Linked DNA regions of Bos taurus: region 1 is linked to region 2. The links are chromatin contacts, called in public Hi-C maps. All regions are on one chromosome and are shown on one strand. Each heading gives the region's core, a stretch centred on a gene start, on an enhancer-like site or on the middle of the called end of the contact. The rest is flanking DNA. Distances are from core to core; before and after follow the strand shown. Region 1 overlaps PDCD4 (programmed cell death 4). Region 2 overlaps RBM20 (RNA binding motif protein 20).

What was found. Hi-C and Micro-C count contacts between places; a contact is called where the count stands out from the background.
Region 1: a contact with region 2 is called in a Hi-C map of skeletal muscle, with 4 times the contacts expected there. The contact joins two enhancer-like sites. A contact is called at or near these places in 3 of 11 Hi-C or Micro-C datasets (blastocyst, liver and skeletal muscle).

The regions. Positions count from the first base shown.
Region 1 is chr26:31,455,797-31,460,693 of ARS-UCD2.0, reverse strand. PDCD4 (programmed cell death 4) reads right to left here. Exons shown (of 12, transcript NM_001083647.1): 9 at 2,702-2,809; 10 at 2,369-2,479; 11 at 1,407-1,546. Among named protein-coding and RNA genes, the nearest start is that of MIR4680, 4.2 kb to the left of the region's middle. Within about 2 kb of position 3,118, at least 3 of the 102 cell types and tissues checked have an H3K27ac peak or open chromatin away from gene starts, as enhancers often do. A contact at or near this core is called in skeletal muscle, where this site is marked.
Region 2 is chr26:31,378,181-31,382,954 of ARS-UCD2.0, reverse strand. It overlaps RBM20 (RNA binding motif protein 20), which reads right to left. Exons shown (of 14, transcript NM_001192613.3): 10 at 2,578-2,682; 11 at 356-1,016. Among named protein-coding and RNA genes, the nearest start is that of PDCD4, 56 kb to the left of the region's middle. Within about 2 kb of position 2,009, at least 20 of the 102 cell types and tissues checked have an H3K27ac peak or open chromatin away from gene starts, as enhancers often do. A contact at or near this core is called in skeletal muscle, where this site is marked.

The DNA.
Region 1 (4,897 bases), core at 1,869-4,368, 77 kb before region 2:
CACATTAGTACATAAAGGATGCCACCACCAAGTAGAAATACACATTTTCAGACATTTTTATCAAAGCCATTAAAAAGTATCTCCACCATTATCTTGTCCTTCTCTCTTAATGGCTTCTGAACTTTGTAAGCAAAGGACAGCCTTAAGTATTTTTTGAGATTTCTCACAATGCACTTACATAAAAGTATGCAAAGTTTGAAATTTCTTCAGAAAAAAATTACAAAAACTTAAAATATACATAAAGGAGACCACACAATAAGTTTCTTCTTTGTTTTAGTCGCTTTATGTCCAACTTGCAACCCCATGGACTGTAGCCTCCCAGATTCCTCTGTCCATGGGATATCCCAGGCAAGAATACTGGAGTGGGTAGCCATTCCCTTCTCCAGGGGATGTTCCTGACCAAGGATCGAACCTGTGTCTCCTGCATTGCAGGAGATTCTTTACCACTGAGCCACCTGGGAAGCCCAAACAAGAAGTTTAGCTGTTACTAAACTTTTATATCTATTACAATATAAACTTAAGCTTTAACAATAACAAAAAATCCATCAACTCCTAAAGAGTGTGATCCTACTAGCACATATACCTCCAAAGAATCACACACACACACACACACACACACACACATACACTTTCTAGAGAAGTAAAATGCAATCAGCCCCAATTCTCCATTCTGTGAAGGATCAAAAGGAACCTACATACAGAATAGGAATGAGCTGCTGCTGCTGCTGCTGCTGCTGCTACTGCTAAGTCACTTCAGTCATGTCCGACTCTGTGTGATCCCACAGACGGCAGCCACCAGGCTCCCCCGTCCCTGGGATTCTCCAGGCAAGAACATTGGAGTGGGTTGCCATTTCCTTCTCCAATGCATGAAAGTGAAAAGTGAAAGTGAAGTCGCTCAGTCGTGTCCAACTCTTCGTGACCCTGTGGACTGCAGCCTACCAGGCTCCTCCATCCATGGGATTTTCCAGGCAAAGTACTGGAGTGGGGTGCCATTGCCTTCTCCAATAGGAATGAGCATAGACCTTTAAAGCCGGAAAAAGTCTGGATCCATCCTTGGCTTTTACTATGTGTAACCTTAGAAAAGGTACATTACACTGTCATAAGCCTCAATTTTTTTCATCTTACTGATTAATATCTACTCTGAAATAATCTACTCAGAACAGAGTAAGACACATTTTGTTCCACAAAATTAGCTTCTTTCCAGTGAACTGGGGCTTCATGAGATAGTCCTGTACAGATTTACAAGAGAAAAAGCTTCATGCTTGCTTCTCCATAGACTCAGATGATTTTCCACTAGTGAGTAACTAAAGGGAAGATACTATTATTTTTCAGACAGAATGACAGAAAATTAGCTTAACCTTAAGTACCTCAGTCAGTATTTGATGTTGAGAAAGTAAATAAAGTACCTTGAAGGACAAAGATCTCTGAGTTGTTTGGAAATTATTCCAGCCTGAAAACAATCTTCCACAAATCGCTCAAGCACAGAGTATGAATGTGGGACATCCAGATTAATGTCCGGAATTTCATTGTAAATTCTCTCATAACCCTAGAACAATGAAGTTATATACAGAAGTGTTAGCCCATATAAAATACATAATGCATGTAACCCATCACTGTTATCAAGCTATATTTAAGTCCAAGTGGTCATATTAATTAGACTGAAGTCAGATCTGAACCTTGAAAAGTACAGAGAGTTAAGTACATTTGTTACAGAATATTTAAAACTGTTCTCTCAAAAGAGCTTCCAGCAGACAATGGACACTGGATACATTTCTCCATCTACTGTAATACATTTACTACATTTTAAAAAAAATAAAAGGCAAATAAGAACCTTACCAACATTTTAATAACAATGCATACAATAAAATAGGAATAAATCAAGTACTTTTGTTACAAGTTTGTTTCTCTCTGCTGCTGCTGCTAAGTCGCTTCAGTGGTGTCCAACTCTTGTGCGACCCCATAGATGGCAGCCCACCAGGCTCCCCCTTCCCTGGGATTCTCCAGGCAAGAACACTGGAGTGGGTTACCATTTCCTTCTCCAATGCATGAAAGTGAAAAGTGAAAGTGAAGTCGCTCAATCGTGTCTGACTCTTAGATATAACCAAATTATCATATCTTAGAACTCTTGAGGAAGAACATACACACACACATTTTTAAAATTTAGATTAAAAAAAAGCTGACGTATTTACAACTTCCCAGGAAATGGCTGTAAGAGGTTCAAAACTAAACAGTACCATTAAAAAATATAGAAAAAGGCATAACATTACTAAATAAACCAGAAAGAAAGTTTCATTGACACCTCAGTCTGTATTCAAGCATACAAAATTTAAGATATCAGCCTAAACATGGTTCAAAATGTTATACTTACTCTTTTCATTTGGTCTAGAGTAATGGTGGAAGATTTCCAAAGAGATTTTAATAAATCCAAAATCATCTTAAATGTACTTTCTCCAGTTGACTCTAAAACCATTACAATGGCCTAAAAATTGAATAAATGATTGAATTATTGCTCATTTTCATATAAGAAACTGCTCCTAAAATCTATCAGATCTCTTTTCTCTAATATGTAACCATTAAAAATTATAGAACTCTCCCTTAATATTGTAATTTTTTAAAAATGTGTATTATTAAAGAAGCATTAAGTCTCTGTGGTGCAAAAAGGAACACAATAATTCTCTTTGGAATGCCAAAGTAATCTTACTTCATATACAAGCTCGTGGTGAAAATGAGGTACTTCCAGTTCCTTAAGGCAATGTTCAGCTTCAGACATGTCTCCAGAGAGTAAATACTCTTTCAGCAGCATATCAATCTATCAGATTTAAGAATTGAGATGTTAGTTCTGGATTTTTGAAAACTTCTGCTTTGCCTGAAGATTTACCCTCATCTCAATATATTACATAGTAAATAAGTATAAGTAGGTCACAAACAGTTGTCTAGTAGTCTTGACATAACAGAATTTTTTCACAACTGAAAAGCAAATCATAAAGGGAATAATGCAGTGTTCTGGTGTGCTTTGATAATCACTGAGACTGACGAGTAGACGTGTGTATGGCCTGAGCTGTGGTCATGCTTCAACGCTCCCTGTGAAAAAAGAAGTCACTTTAAATACCACTAGAGGGCACTAACTGAAGTCTCAAAATGACTTTTTAAAGTGGCACAAACTTATTTCCACCAGGATAACCGGAATACTGCAGTGGGAGCCAAAAAATGAGAGATAATAGGGCTTTACTAGACAGAGCAAAGATTCTCTAAATACTGTTCTCTTTCCTCTAAAACTGAAGTTTTGAGGCCCATTTAAAACGTTTGTTAGCAATTCTGCTTCCAGTTACAGCTAAGGAGGTCAAGTCCTGACTCTGTTTAAAGTCACACAAGAATATCTATGGCTCCAGAAAAAAACAAAGAGGATAGTTTTTCAGCACAAGAACTTCAACTAGGAATGTTCTCCCCTATCACTGCCTGTTAAAATCATCTGCACTTAGCAGACACTCAAATGAATGTTAGCTGACTGAATAAAATAATCTTATTTACATATCTTCTACTTCCAAATTCTACAACATATTTCCATAAAAAATAAAATCTGATCAACAGAATACAGATTGATGAATAATTCCTATTATGCTCTAGGAAAATAAATATTTAAAGCATGGAACTTTTAACTTTGTTATATAAAGTATTTAAATGTTTCTCATTTGGTTCCATGCATTTTTGAGAATGATAAATACACGTATATATTTCTAAAAGTGCTCTCTGTCCAACTCATCCTTCCATATAAAATAAATGAATATCCAAATACTGTCAACCTCAAACTCATATATTGGTAGTTTTATTTCAGCTTTTATGTTGACTAATTTTTGTTGAGATAATTCACGTACCATTAAATAGTTTGGCAGTTTCTCAAAATATTAACTTTGACAAGCATTATCATCCGAGCAATATTGTCTTTCAGTCCATAAACATGGGATATTTTTCTACTTATTTAAACCTTAGTTCTTTCAACAGTGTTTTATCATTTTTAGTGCAGAAGACTTGCACTTCTTTTGTTAAATTTATTCCTTTATATTTAATTTTTATGCTATTATCAATGTAATTGTTTAATTTCATTTCAAATCATTCACTCATTGCTAGCATACAGATGATCTACAATTAAATTCTGTATGCAGATCTTATATCCTGCAACCACAGTGAATTCTTTTATAACAGTTTGGTGTTTTTGTTTTCTTGAGGATTCACTTGGATTTTCTGTATACAGATGATGTCATCTGGGAATATAGAAAGTTTTACTTCTTTCACATGAAAAGACTACACTAAAAAATAAAAATCACATGTACTATATAAATCTTCTAATTTTCTTTAAAATCCTCAAAGAAGAAGAGTAAAACATTTTTGGTTTAATATAGAATATCATTTTGCTGCCAGGAAAAAAATCCATAGAGAGTAATCTGGTATTAATGCAAAAATCAATTACTTTTTCTTTTAAAGTATGTATTTGTTGCTGTTCAGTCGCTCAGTCATGTCTTGACGCTTTGCAACTCCATGGACTGCAGCACGCCAAGCTTCCCTGTCCTTCACCATCTCCCAGAGCTTGCTCAAACTCATGTCCATTGAGTTGGTGATGCCATCCAACCATCTTGTCCTCTCTCGTTCCTTTCTGTTCCTGCCTTCAGTCTTTCTCAGCATCAGGGTCTTTTTCAGTGAGTCAGCTCTTCACATCAGGTGACTTCACATCAAGTATTGGAGCTTCAGCATCAGTACTTCCAATGAATATTCAGGACTGATTTCCTTTAGGATGGACTGGTTTGAACTCCTTGCAGTCCAAGGGACTCTCAAGAGTGTTCTCCAACACCACAGTTCAAAAGCATCAATTCTTCAACGCTCAGCTTTCTTTATGGTCCAACTC
Region 2 (4,774 bases), core at 760-3,259:
ATCCCCAGGAACCAAAGCTCCTTTGATAATCCCAAACACTTGCTAATTTAGTTGTCAGAGTTCATCTGGGCTCCTGTCAAGGCAAAGAAGTACGTCCCATCTGAGTCTGCTTTTCAGAAAATGTGCGATCTCCTACCCAACGTCCCCTACCTAAAAGCTAAGAGCTAACCACTGACTCAAAGCTCTAGCAGTTTAATCAGGATTTTCAGCTTGCCTCCTGCACCAGCTTTCACACTGGCTGAACCCTGACTTCTGTTGGTTCCAGCCTGCACTTGCCCACACACCGCTCCAGGGAAGCAGTGGTCAGATCAACCCAACCGACAGAGAAAAAGGGAGGAAAAAGGGAGGTAGTTACCCGGGGTCGACGCTCCTTGGCAAGCCTGGCTTTGGAGGTCGGTTTCAGTGGGGGGGCCGGCTTTCTCCTCCAGGGGGCTGCCTTCACCAGCCCCATCTTCGGGGGTCCCCCTGGCCTTGCAGTCATCGAGAAACGGGCCGGGCTGCCAGGCCCTCTCCTCTGCTGGCTTGGGGGAAGACATTTGCAGAAGTGGAGGGGCCAGACGAACATCTGAGCTCTCTCCTCCCTTTGCGGGCTTCTCGTAGCAATCTGAGCCCTCCAGGGAGAGGCCTGTCTCGCATTCAGCTGGCTTCCGCTCAGCATCCAGATTTAGGCCAGGCATCTCCACGTCCATGTCACTGGGACAGCCCGTTGAAGCAGAAGGCAGTTCTTCGGGCGACTTGAGGCTGATTTCTCCAGCCCCATTCCCGATGGTCTTGACTCCCTCCTTGGCGAAACCTTTGGTAAAGTCCAGGTCTAAGGCAGTTGTCACACAGGGACATATTTCTGCAGAGATTCTGTCCTTCTGGTCTATGGGCACAATCTCTTCTAGTTCTGGGATGTCTGGTTCCATGATAAAATCTTCTTCCTCCCCTACCTCATCCACTGTCACCAGCTCCTCCATGTTCGTGGGGTACCAGCTCTCACCCTCAGCCTCACTTCCACTCTCCGAATCCTGCTCCTGAATAAAAATGCGGATGGAGGTCAGAGGGTGGCTGAGGCTTGGTTCTTAGTATTTAACCAGAAGAGGGTGCAAATTGTGACCACAGGGCCCCTCAAACCGGAAAGATGCTGCGCAATCTTACTGCTACCTGGGTAATTAGGAGCTGTAAACCATTCAATCTCTCATCACTGATTCATCCCTAGGATGGGCCTCAAAATAGCACAGGAGTTGGAGTAAGCCCTTAATGCTTAACCCACCAAGTGGCACAAAGAATCTCAACTCCTGGTACATAAACAGGTGTTCAATAAAAAGATAGGGCTTTTTGTTTGTTTTGTTTTCAGCTGTGGGTAGCTTACATTTTTATTTGGTATTATGGCTTAGAGGTGCTTCTATATCATAGAATCTACATCTCTACCGTAACTGTTAACGCCCATGTAGGATTCCAGTCAAATGTATTTAGCCTACTTCCTATCGTGAAGCACTCCATACTGGTGCTTAGCCACTCAGTTGCGTCTGACTCTTTGCAACCCCATGAACTATAGCCGATGGGATTCTCCAGGCAGTAATACTGGAGTGGGTAGCCGGTCCCTTCTCCAAAGGATCTTTCTGACCCAGGGATCAAACCCTGGGTCTCCTGCATTGCAGACAGATTCTTTAACATCTGAGCCACCAGAGAAGCTCCACATACTTCCTATTAATAGATAATAATCTCTGCTCATCTTTTTATGATTAATTTCTAGAAACTTTATTTTTTTAAGTTTTGAGAGAGTTTTTGAATGAATAAGTTATAAGCTCTAAACGCATCACCTTGCTTGCAGGGCATCACTAAATGTAACTGCAGCGAAGCCCTTACAAGGTCCCCCCAAACACCCTCTCCCAGCAAGGGTACAACCCTCCATAGCCACAGTTCACACTTGGCTCCTCCCGAGACTTTCCCTCACGTCCCCAGTGGCCCAGAGGCCCGGCAGCCAGATTTAGGAGATCAGCTTCCAGCCAGTGATACTCATCTCCCTGCCTCTTCTGACTGGAAAGGCATGAAGCTGGCCACGCTCCAAGGACATTTCTTTTTGCTGTGGCAGCCCCAGCCCTGTGACTGGGTTTTTCATTTTAATTAAGTAAAATAATCTTCACAAGCACAGGAGATGTTTGGTTAATCCCAGCGTCAGGGCCTACTGAGGTCAGGGCCCCAGCCTGAGTACCCAAAGCCCCCTTCTGCCTGCAGCCCCTCCCCAGGACCTGCCTATTTTGGGAGTCTGGCTCTGTAGCCTGGAGTCTTTTGTGGGCACATGCTTTCTCTTATGAGCACAGCCAAGTTCCTGAAGATGGAGACAGAGCCCAGGCAGGTGGTAAAGATCTCTTCAATAAAGACTGTGCAAAGGTCCCAGGTGAAGCCATTACTCCAGAAAGTGCTGGCTTCATTCATGGACCCACTGCTGGGGTCTCAGACACATGCCATGCAGCAAGCAGGTCACCCCCAGGCAGCACGGGAAGGCCTATGACTTGGGGAGGCCTGTGACTTGGTGCCCCAGAGCCGTTGTGCCGATGTGGCTACACTGCCAGCATCTGGCACAAACTTTACCTTCCTTGCCCTTCTGTTTTCTGTATCGGAGGACTCTGTTTCCTTCTCTTGTCTGCCCACTGACGGGGGACTCTCTTCCATGCTATCCTGTTCCTCTTTTCCAGCCTTAGCAAAGGAAGCACAGAACAAACCAAATCAATAGTGAACAATGACAGAGGGCACACCAGGAGAAAAAGAACATTATTGAGAACAACTAATGATGCCAGATGCATTTCACACACATCACTTCCTTTATCCTCACAAAATCCCTTGGAGGCAGGGGCTGTTATCGTCTTCTTTTTACAGATGGGGACACTGAGGCTCAGAGAGGTTAAGTAACTTGCTCGAGGTCACACAGACAAACGGAGGCAGAGAGATGTTTCACTAATGTTTTCCCTGAGGACTTTAGGGAGATAGAAATCCCTGGCAAACTGGATACTTTTTGCAGCCATGATATCTGTAGACAGGGTGAATAAAGGGGACAAGGGGAATCTGATCCTGGGGTTCATAACCATCATGGTGACGTCTCATAACAGATCTGTATTAGCCATAAAAAAATCACTTCCAGGCCACTTAGGGTTAGGAAGCGTGTTGTCATCCAATCAGGGCCCCGTCACCTCACTTTTGACTTATGTCTGTCCTAGAGTTATCGCCCCAGCTAGCAATCCTTTCCCACCTTCCTTCCTCCCCCTTCCCTCAGATTAAGTCCCTCATGCTAGCACTCATGTCTGGGAAAGTGAACAACTGAAGCAGGTGTTTGCTTTGAGAATTAGGGTCTCTGACCCGCCTTTAAAACAGGGGTCATTAAACTCCCATCCTCAAGCCAAATCTGACCCAGGGCCTCTTTTCTGTGCAGTCTGTGAACTAAACAATGCTTCTCACATCTCTAAACAGTTGCATGCTAAATGATGATACAAGTACCTACATAATATCCTCAATTTAGCGTACTTGCCCACATGGCTGAAAATAATTACTCTCTGTTTTTTTTTGTAGAAAAACATTTGCCAACCCCCATTTTAGAAGCTTGAGGATATTCTCCCATGACTTAAACTTTGGCCACCAAAGCAATGAGTGTTCCCGGATGTTCTTGGGAGCAAGCTGCATTTTCTCGACAACTCTGGCTGAGGTTGGCTCAAAGTAAACCACTCTCGCTCTGATTTCTTACGAGCAGACACACCTCTCTTTGCTGACAAGGAGCCAGCCTGGCTGGGAGCTCAGGGCTGACGGGTTTAACTAGATATGACTGGACAGGGAAAGACAGTTGAAATCCTCAAGTCTTTGCTCTTTCCAGTGTTTGCAGCAGAATCTCTGCTCTAGCCTTCTGAGCTGACCTGAGCTGAAAGCAGCTCCAAATGCCTTTTTAGCCCTCAGAACCCAGAGCTTCTACCAACAGGGGGCCACTTTTCTTTATTTTTCCTGAATAAATTACCCACTGCCCTCTCTTGTCAAAATAAACAGCCTGTACCCTTCCCAGGCAGTTTCTGCAGCCACATATCCAGATCAACACAGTAAAGAGACTCCCTCCAGTTCTAGCTGGGAGAGGCAGGGACAACCCAGCCTCTGGAAAGCCCCTCGCCAGAAGGACCTCCTGCCCTTCATCCCTGCAGGCAAAGGCCACACCGCAGTGCCTTTCAGGGCATCCCTAGACCTGGGACCATTTCCAGGTGACAGCAGCTTACAGGGAACAGACAAAGGCAACCAATGCCCTCGCGCCCCACCCCATCCCCACCCACCAGCTTAGGGAGCAAAGTATTAGGTCCTGACTATTGCAGGCAGTGCTGTCACCACAGGGCTGGGGTCACTGCTAAACCACCTACTAACTGGTCTCCCCTTCTGCTCGGCAGCCTCCTCCCAAGTGTGTTCTCCCCAAGGTCCTCGGGAATGACGATTCCAAAATGTAAAAACAATTATATCCTCCCTGCACCTTCCTGCCTGAATGCTTCATTTCCTTCCCCTAGAACTTAGGATAAAGACAAAACCCCTCAACCTGCCTGTAAGGCTCTGCATGATGAAGTCTCTCGTTGACACATCAGCCTCACCTCCCACCATTCTATCCCTGGCTCTCTCTGCTCCAGCAACACTGGTCTCCAGCCACAGGGCCTTTGCACATGATATTCCCTCTGTCTGTTCTCCTTCCTTTTGACCCAATAAATTCCCACCATTCCTTTCAATCTCAACAGGCACATCCTAACCCAGGAAAGCCTCTAGTTTGTTAAAG